Linked DNA regions of Macaca mulatta: region 2 is linked to region 1. Evidence: chromatin contacts called from public Hi-C data. All regions are on one chromosome and are shown on one strand. The core of a region is the stretch at or near the end of the contact, and the rest is flanking DNA. Distances in the headings are between cores, read along the strand shown. Region 1 overlaps COL5A2 (collagen type V alpha 2 chain). Region 2 has its middle 180 kb from the start of COL5A2.

What was found. A called contact is a pair of places that touch in the nucleus more often than the background predicts.
Region 2: a Hi-C map of fibroblasts shows a contact between it and region 1, with 1.9 times the contacts expected there. The contact joins two enhancer-like sites. A contact is called at or near these places in 3 of 14 Hi-C or Micro-C datasets (fetal cortex germinal zone, fetal cortical plate and fibroblasts).

Annotation. Positions count from the first base shown.
Region 1 is chr12:94,048,587-94,053,433 of T2T-MMU8v2.0, forward strand. COL5A2 (collagen type V alpha 2 chain) reads right to left here. Exons shown (of 50, transcript XM_077957304.1): 3 at 3,895-3,927; 4 at 2,445-2,498. Among named protein-coding and RNA genes, the nearest start is that of COL5A2, 7.1 kb to the right of the region's middle. Within about 2 kb of position 2,170, at least 3 of the 40 cell types and tissues checked have an H3K27ac peak or open chromatin away from gene starts, as enhancers often do.
Region 2 is chr12:94,231,761-94,236,379 of T2T-MMU8v2.0, forward strand. No RefSeq gene overlaps it. Among named protein-coding and RNA genes, the nearest start is that of COL5A2, 180 kb to the left of the region's middle. Within about 2 kb of position 2,426, at least 2 of the 40 cell types and tissues checked have an H3K27ac peak or open chromatin away from gene starts, as enhancers often do.

The sequences.
Region 1 (4,847 bases), core at 920-3,419:
GGTAGTATCTCATACTGGACTACTGACATAGTAGTTCTCAGTCCAGAGCTATTTTGCCTAGATTTGGCAATGTCAGGAAACATTTTTAACTGTCACAATTGTATGGGGAATGGCAGTTTCAACTGGCATCCAGTGGGTAGATACCAGGAATGCTGCAAAACTTTCTACTATGCATATGGAATTATTTGGCCTAAAATATCAATAGTGTTGACAGTGAGAAACCATGCTGTACATTGTGAATCTTCTAAACTGTTTGATGGTAATATAATTGCACGGGCGGGGGGAATGCTATTTCTGATTGCAGAACCACCCTATATTGTGACAGCCATAATTTTAGTCCAGTTAAGCAGCTCCTAGAAGGCTTGAGGTATGAGGCAAAACATTCTGCCTATGGGCATTCTGTTACATCATGCCCATCATTTCATATACATCATTTCATGCAAAGCTATACATCATTTCATATCTTTAAACCCATGTAGGCAGGCATTGAAAGAGTTGTATCACACTACCTGTTTGCTAGGATTAACAGAGGAAGAGATTTCCTACTTGGATATCTGCCAGGGTTGTCTCACTTGATTCCTCATAAAAAATCTACCCCCCTTTCTCTCTCTCTCTCTCTCTCTCAATCTCTCGCTCTCTCTCGCTCTTTCTGACACATACACACAAAATGCACACACACTTATACCCAATTCACATTGATTGTCTCAGGCCTAACCAAGGTAGGAAACTGACCACATCACAAAGTCAAATAGGGAAAATAAGTGAGAAGTGTTGGGGAGCAGATTCGTCAGATCTTAACCAGGAACTCTGGAAGTCTGGTCCCACAACTTCTACGTAGATTTAGGACCCAATGTTGTCAATTACTTACAGTGTACAAATACACCGATGCAAAATCTTTTTTTTTTAATGACCACCCATCCTCCACCCAACTGATGTTATTTTCTACCTATTTCTGTCTTTCTAGATCTAGGACAGACATCTGGAGAGCTACAACAGAGTTTAAGCTACCAACACTAGTGAGAAAACTCAACACAACCACAGTGAAGAATGGGGCATAAAATAATGTGAATACAGTCCTGCTGCTCACCTATATGGATATGTCCAACCTCTTGGGGCACTGCTTTGCACCTACATGCCTGCAAATACCATCCATACTGCAGCCCCATTTAAGAAAAAGTACTGACATCACACTATATATGAGGTGAAATGAGTAGAAGGATAATGTAGTAACAAGGATGAAACTAGTGGCAAGAGTTCCTAGGCATATGATCTAAAATATATTTTATCCTCATTTATACATTTCAAGTTGTCTGTTGTTTCCTTATCTTCTAATCCTCCCATTTAAATATGGATAAATATATATTTAAAAGGATAAAAATCTACTGAGAGTTTTAGTAGATATCATTAGAGAAAAAATTAAACAGTACAAAAAATTTTTCTAATTGAAACATGGGATAATGAAAGCAATATACAAATTAATACAGTTATATAATATATGAAAGACATTAGATTTTAGAAGTGATATATAAGAAAAAACGTTGTAGGGAGGCCGAGGTGGGCAGATCACGAGGTCAGGAGATCAAGATCATTCTGGCTAACACGGTGAAACCCCATCTCTACTAAAAAATACAAAAAACTAGCTGGGTGTGGTGGCTGGTGCCTGTAGTCCCAGCTACTCAGGAGACTGAGGCAAAAGAATGGCATGAACCCAGGAGGCAGAGCTTGCTGTGAGCTGAGATCACGCTACTGCACTCCAGCCTGGATGACAGAGTGAAGCTCTCTCCAAAAAAAAAAAAAAAAAAGTGAAAAGAAAAAACGTTCTAACCCTAACACTTGAGAACAACATGTATTCTGTGCAGATAAGTAATAAAAGAAAACCTTTGGTATATATTATATAGTATCCTTATGTTTTACCTCAAGGATATTGAGGTCATTATTTTATTTTAAAGGTATTTCACTTGTCTGGTAATGGGATTGCTGATTTTTAAAATTACTCCTTTGATATCTCTGCAGTGGCTGCTGAGTGAAAAAGGCAGAGTGCTACCTGGGAAATAAACTTGTTGTGCAACCACTTGAAAGAAAATTTTACCCTCTAACAATTGTTTCCCATATCCAGCTTGGTTATTCCTGTGGCAACCACAGATCACATAACTTGGATGTTTTATCTCAACAGTACATTCTTGGCATTGCTTACTCATGAGTGAAACTCAGGATATGTTAATTATGCTTCCTTAAGTTCTACTTTATTTTGATTTGACCTCATAAGGGACAAGGAAATATCATTTGTGTTATCTAATAAGATAATATACAATTATTATTGTATTTTTCTAACATTTAATGGGGTGAAAGAGGAACAGTGCTCCCAGCTCCTTGCTGCATTCACAGAACACAGTGTAAACTGACTGGCTACACGTTCCCCACAAGGAGCCCTCTTGTCAACTTACAGGTCTTCCTTTTGGCCCTCGCTCTCCTCTTGGTCCCTGTGATCCTGGAGGTCCCTAAAACAGAAAATAATGATTATGCATGCAAAAATTTATACTTTCTTATTGAATTTTTTAAAAGTTTACTTGATAAAAGAAAATTGGAAAACAGAAATACCACACTTAATTCAGTTCAGTTGAAGACTATAGAGAATAAAGCCATGTGCATATAAAAGTTCTGTACACTTAGAAGTCTTGTTTATTTTATCAGTGAAATTTAAAGACCTATAAAGAACTAGGTGTACATTATGGCATCATGAAGCATAGTGAGCTAAACAGATTAGCTTGACTAGTAATTGCAAATTTTTAAGGATCATATTTGCTGTCCTCTCCCAGGTATAGCCTTTGCCACAAAACTCTGAGCACAAAAACTTACAGTTCTGATTTTGAAAAATTACATAAATGTGCAAACCACAAATTATCAATTATTCCAGGGACTGTATGAAATCAAATTGGTACATGATACCCCAAAATGTTCATCACTGTTCAAGTTGCTGATAAAAGCAATGGAAAGGAAAGCCTCTTAGACTACTATAATACTGCTTTATATACATTCAAGCATCTTTTTACTTTATTTAGAATATGGCATTATTTCCCTTGTATGTTTAAAACCCCTTAGAAATTTCCAATTCTTAATTACAGTTACTTTTCCCTTAAATAACAAATGACTATTATATTTCAAAAGTGGTGTTATAGTGCTGATATCTTAAAATGGCTTTTTTTCCCCCTGGGAAATGGATGTTGTCAGGGGAACTTTGTTTCTCTTTAAAAGAGGATTTAAAGTGAGTTATGAAGATTATATTGTGTATTTACTCAACCCAACATATAGCATCGTTTAAAAGTGAGGGCTTCAGAAGAACCAGAGTGAGTCCATTAAAGCTGACTTAGTATTTTATTTAAGTTGATTTGATGTGTTTAACATTTATATGAAGTGTGTGTATATGTTATGAATACTGCTGATAATCCAAACTTGAAAAACTTAGTCTTTTATACTAAGCCATAAATATGGCTGTATGATTTCCCATATTCTACTGCAATATATAATTTAATTTTATTAAGCAGATAAAACTAGCCCATCATTAATCATAGTCAAACAACACACAATTATGCCCTAATTTCAGTGAACAAAGTCGAACCAAAATTAACAAATGTAACAATAAAGTGTTCTGCCTTTTACATAACCAACAGCAAGACTAACATGGTGTTTCTTCAGTTTCAGAATAAAACGACCCCTTATCTACCATTCACTGCTGCAAAGGAATGTCTAACTTGAAGATGGTTTAAGACAAAATGCTTTAAGAGACCAAGCATCATTGTTTAATTCTTTTATCTTCTCATGGATATAATAAGTGTAAAGATTTTCAGTATATCAAGGAATACAAGAGTACCATGAATATTGGGAGAAGCTACTTACTGCCGGTCCTGGACGACCACGTATGCCTGTTACCTAAACAATAAACAAGAAAATTTGTAAAGGTAAAGTTTCTGCAGATATTCAGAGAGTTAAATAGTCAACAAATAAGAATAACAACAAAAAAACACAGTAATTATTTTGACAAATGGATGTTGTCAATTGATGCCCATTTCCTCCTCTCCTTAAGATTTAAGATATTATCTAATTTTAACTCTAATATAGGGAGGCAGTGCTGGAGTAGTGATAAAGAACACCAACACTGGAGCCAAGAGGCCTGGGTTCAAATTCTGACACTGCCCCTTACCAGATGTGTGACTTCTGACTAATTACTCATCCTCTTTGTTCTTAAGAACCTTAAGTGGAAACTTAAATGTAAAATGGTAGTGATGATTACGTAATTACCTCCCTCATAGAGTAATGAAGATAAATAATAAATATTTGTATTTGTAAAGCACTTAACACCTAAAACATAGTAAGCACACATAAATGCTTTTTAAAATGAAATTAAACAATATGAATTATTTAATTTTTAGGTAATCTTTGTAAAAAAAAAAATCACAAGCCAATTAAAGGCAAATAAAGAATATAAACACTGCTAAATAAATCAACATGGATATTCTTTTTGTCTTGACAGACTGATGATAATGCCTTTAAAACCTAGGAGAATGAGGCTAAGGTGGGTGGATCACTTGAGGTCAGGAGTTGAAGACCAGCCCGGCCAAACTGGTGAAACCCCGTCTTTACTAAAAACACAAAATTTAGCTAGGCATGGTGGCTCTCGCCTGTAGTCCCAGGTGCTCAAGAGGCTGAGGCACAAGAATCACTTGAAACTGGGAGGTAGAGGTTGCAGTGTGCTGAGATTGTGCCACTGCACTCTAGCCTGGGTGACAGAGCAAGACTCTGTTTCAAAAAAATAAAAATAAAAAAAATAACGAAACCTGGGAGGATAGCTG
Region 2 (4,619 bases), core at 1,176-3,675, 180 kb after region 1:
TCCTTTTATCTACTCAGCCTAACTCTGGTACGACACTGATAGAAAATTAAACTCCTTCACAAGCATCCACAGAAAATCCATTTATAGCAAGTATATTGTACTTTGAGTATTTTTACTGAAGATTTATGAAGTCTGAGGGGGTCACATCACACAACACATAGCATTTCACTTATAAGTTATATGCTATGTGTTGTGTATAAGTGAAATGCTATGTGTTGTGTGATGTTTTGTCCATAAGTTCTGTCTTCTCCTAACCTTGGGTTCAGCCTTGCAAATGCTCCTTTCCTTCCTCTGGCATCCCCCTCACAGCCTGAATTGTCCCACCCTTAGTTACATGAACAATTCAGCCCAGCCTCAGTTTCTGCGCTAAAAACACAGACCTTTCTCTAGCAAAGTGGTCAGTAAATTACAGAACACACTGGAGAATTATAGCTAACTTGGCTTTTTTTCTACTATATAAGCAAAGAACTTTCTTGATAAAGTGCTTAATGAAAGTTACTTTTTTTCATTCATCCCTGTGGGAAATTATACCAAACAGAATTAGTATTTCATGCCAAAGGCAAAAAAAAAATAACAAATATTGAATAATGATATATTTTTATCTTTATACTTTTGTTCTCTAGCTTTACAATTTATTGTTTCAAATATTTCTAGTGTTCATGGTTAACCTACTCAGTAATAAAAAATAAAATATAATGCATTGATACTCTTCAATGCAAGACCTGTGGGCAATTATTGAATGAGCACAATTTTTATTTTTTTAGTTTGTGTATAATTATTTTTATCTTTAATCTTTTTCTTTACTTATGATATTCCACTTTTTGCTCTGCTTGGTGACTTAGTTATTTCTAGAAAAAAGGATCCTTAACTGGAAAAGCTCTTCGAGGATTTTAGTTCCTTTGGCTATAGTAAATCAAGCATGAGCCATATAACAGTGAAGCTTATTGAAGCTCTGAGATGATTAACAGAAATACAATTTTTCGATTTACGTATCTTTCTATCACATGCCTGCCTACTTTTGCATAGAAGTTATCAATTATATTCAATGATATTTGATTCTTAGACTACCTAATTTTAAACGTTAGCAAAGTATTTTTATTAGCATTAAATGATTCTCATAAAAGGAAAATGCTACCTTCTAAATTTCTGCAGCATAGTTTTCTCATTTGCCATTTGGGTATCTTTTTTCAAAATATCATTATTTATATAGTAAATGTATATATAAAATTTTAAAATGGAGTATCTTTTTAATTACATTAGCTTTCTTGCTTTCTTTTTTTTTTTTTTTTTTTTTTTTTTTTTTTTTTTTTTTTGAGATAGCGTCTTGCTCTGCTGCATGGGCTGAAGTGCAGTGGCATGATTTCAGCTCACTGAAACCTCTGCCTCCCGGGTTCAAGTGATTCTTCCGCCTCAGCCTCTCCAGCAGCTGGATTACAGGCATGCGCGACCACGCTGGCTAATTTTTGTATTTTTAGTAGAGACAGGGCTTCACCATATTGGCCAGGCTGGTGTCGAACTCCTGACCTCGTGATCTGCCCGCCTCAGCCTCCCAAAGTGCTAGGATTACAGGCATGAATCACTGTGCCTGGCCTAATCACATTATTTTTCAAATAAAAGAGAATGCTTTCTTCTAAAGTTCCAATCTTCTGGAATTAATTCTACCATCCATAATTTGGAGGCAAATCTTACAGATTACTATTAGTTTACTGTGTTTTGATTTTTAAACCTCCTTTTTAAATACCCCCCAACTAACTGGTTAACTAAAAATACATAAAAACACAGAAAGCTTCTTTTTCCAAATAACACTATTCTTTTTGATTGTTTGTAACAACCCAACATCATGAACCAATTGATTTCGTGTTTGCATGAGGTTTAACATTATGAAATTTTCACTCTTTAGGTAAAAAATAGCTGAATATCAGCAATTTAATATGGTTTAGACTAATAACTATCTTTCTGTTCCAGAAGCAAAATATTGATACATATTTCTTCCTATCAGTTACACAAAAAGCTGCTAGGAAATTGTGGTAATCTGTCTCACACACACTACACAGAATGCTTATGATTTCAAATTTTTGTCTCATCAACCAAGTTCTACATTTGTTTTCTCCAAATTAGGCAGTGTGTACTCTGAGAACAGAGATGAAGATGATTGTGTTAGGGCTTTTATTCACTATGTGTAATAACCACCACATGCTATTTAATGTCATATACTTACTGGTTTACGTGCCTGCTGAGATGTCTTAGCCCCTGTTGCTTACTTACAGTAAATTGTGTACTGTGAGGTTAAGGGCATAGAAAAATCTGGGAATAGTTTTCTGGTTTTATGAATGACATCAGATTTCCAAATGACTGCTAAATATGTGCTGGAGTTTTCAAGTGCATGCTGACCATATTGCATAAAATTATTGTCCGATTGCCACATTTAAATTTTCCGTAGGAATTGCTCAGTTATGAGTCACATTATGTAAGTTTGACTCACTTAAGGCTCTAGCATTTTAGAAATCTATCTTATAAAAAATATATTTAAATATGTTGGAATACTTCTATATTGTTTCTGGAAAATAGCATCGGAACTTAGATTTAATATATTTTTAAAACCTTAGATTTGTTTTCTCTTTTGCAATGATGTATTATTTCATACTTTCTGGTAGTTTTCAAAATTTTTGAGCTCTCATCTCATTTCTCTTGGATGTATTACTTAAACTTCCTGCTCAATTGCCATAAATTCTGTCTAAAAAATAAGACAGAATTATTAATTTATTGGCATTTAGTTTTCTTATTTTGCTAATTTAGAAAAGGTATATTTTATGAATGCTCATCATTGTAACCTAAATTGATTTTTGGAGTAAAACAGATCTGCATTTGAATCTCAGTTTTGCCATGCATCAACTATAAAACTCTGGGGACATTATTTTGCCACTCCAACTCTATTTTCTCATTTGTACAATGAAGATAATAAAAATTATATGTAGAAATGAAACTAGGCAACATATAAAATACATAATTTGGGGACCAACCTATACTAAGTGATGAATAAAATCAGTCATTATTAATAGTATTAATATTGTTCACACAAAATTGAAAACAAGAAGCCCTCTGACCATAGGTCTTTCAATTATCTAAGGACTATATACAAATGTAAGTCAATCAAACTGTTCTTAACATGACCCCAAGATTCATGGAAGCACATCAGAGAATTAAGAGTAAGCAAAAACAAGTATGGCTTGTTTCATAAAATAACAGGTTGAAAACTCAAAGGCTGGGTTAATTATTACCTGTGAGTTCAGGTCAATCACCATAAATTCTTGCTGCTCTCTATACCCCTTAAGAGTCAAACATCACAGACATTACAAAGGCACACCTAGCCATTTTTCCTAGACCTAAGAATCAGAGGATGCAGGAGTCTTTTCAGGATACAGTTTGGGAAGACACTAGGTTTGAGAAACAAGAAAAGCCTTGCTAGCCGCAAAGTATATAGGGATTCTATGGATGCACAATGTATTTTTAAATAAAATCAAAGTATATTGTTCCATATTGTTATCAAATACAGATACTCATAGATCCAATGTCTTCATCACAGAATCACTAAAAATATTCTAAAAGAATAGCCAGTTGTCAATGCCTCTATGTATTACTTGACAAAATACACTGGGCAAAACAGTGGTGATGTGCAAGTCCCCTTTGGCAGTATATGCATATGGGTTTGGTAGTCAGAGACTTTCTTTTCCCTTCAGGAAAAATTGAAATCTATTTGGGTTTCCAAAGTGAGTGGGAACAAGGAGGTCAATAGTGCCCCCAGAAATGTTACCTTTACTATTAAGTATTAGAGTTCAGGCAAGAACAAAAAACCATAGAAACCTTGGAGATGCACTGCTCAGTCGACACAAAACAACTTTAGGGGATATTTTCTACCATATTTCTTCTAAATCACAATCTGATAGTGTTTTTCTTATATTCTTTCTCTTGATAAGCTGAACCAGATATTATTCTATATCTGTTCAGACACTGGGCAGTAGCTAGTTTCAGGAAAAAATATTTTACTCCCATTAGAGAATTAAAACTTTTTTAATTTCTAGAAAATTAATTAAGTATTTCTCAATTACCGTAGAGATTTTCATCTTATTGGTTTTTATCCAGGAAATTTTGATGGAGGATAGTGAATGGCATTACCTTCTTGCTTGGTTAATAATTAAGGAGAATATTCAGTCAGTCAGTCAAGAAAACGTATTATATATCAGCAATCTGCAAAGCATACTTCTTGGAAGAAACAGAAAATTAAACATCAGAAGTCATAAACCATGTTTTCAAATAGTTTTTAGAATTTTTTCTTTGCCTTTACTCTTAAAATCCATTATAAAGAGTCTAACATTAGATTTTTCTTATATCCTGTTTGGCACACTCTGAGCTTTCAACCTGAATTCTTTCATTTTTCTTTGGTTTTTGAAAATCCCATGTAATTACTTCTTGAAATATTTCTATTTCTTCTTTTCTTTTTTCTCTCTCTAGGACTGCTCTTAGATAAAATAATACTTCTTTTGTTCTCCATATCACTGAACTAGTTTCTCATCATTCTGTTACTTTAATGCCTTCTAGGAGGGTTCACTGACCTAATATTT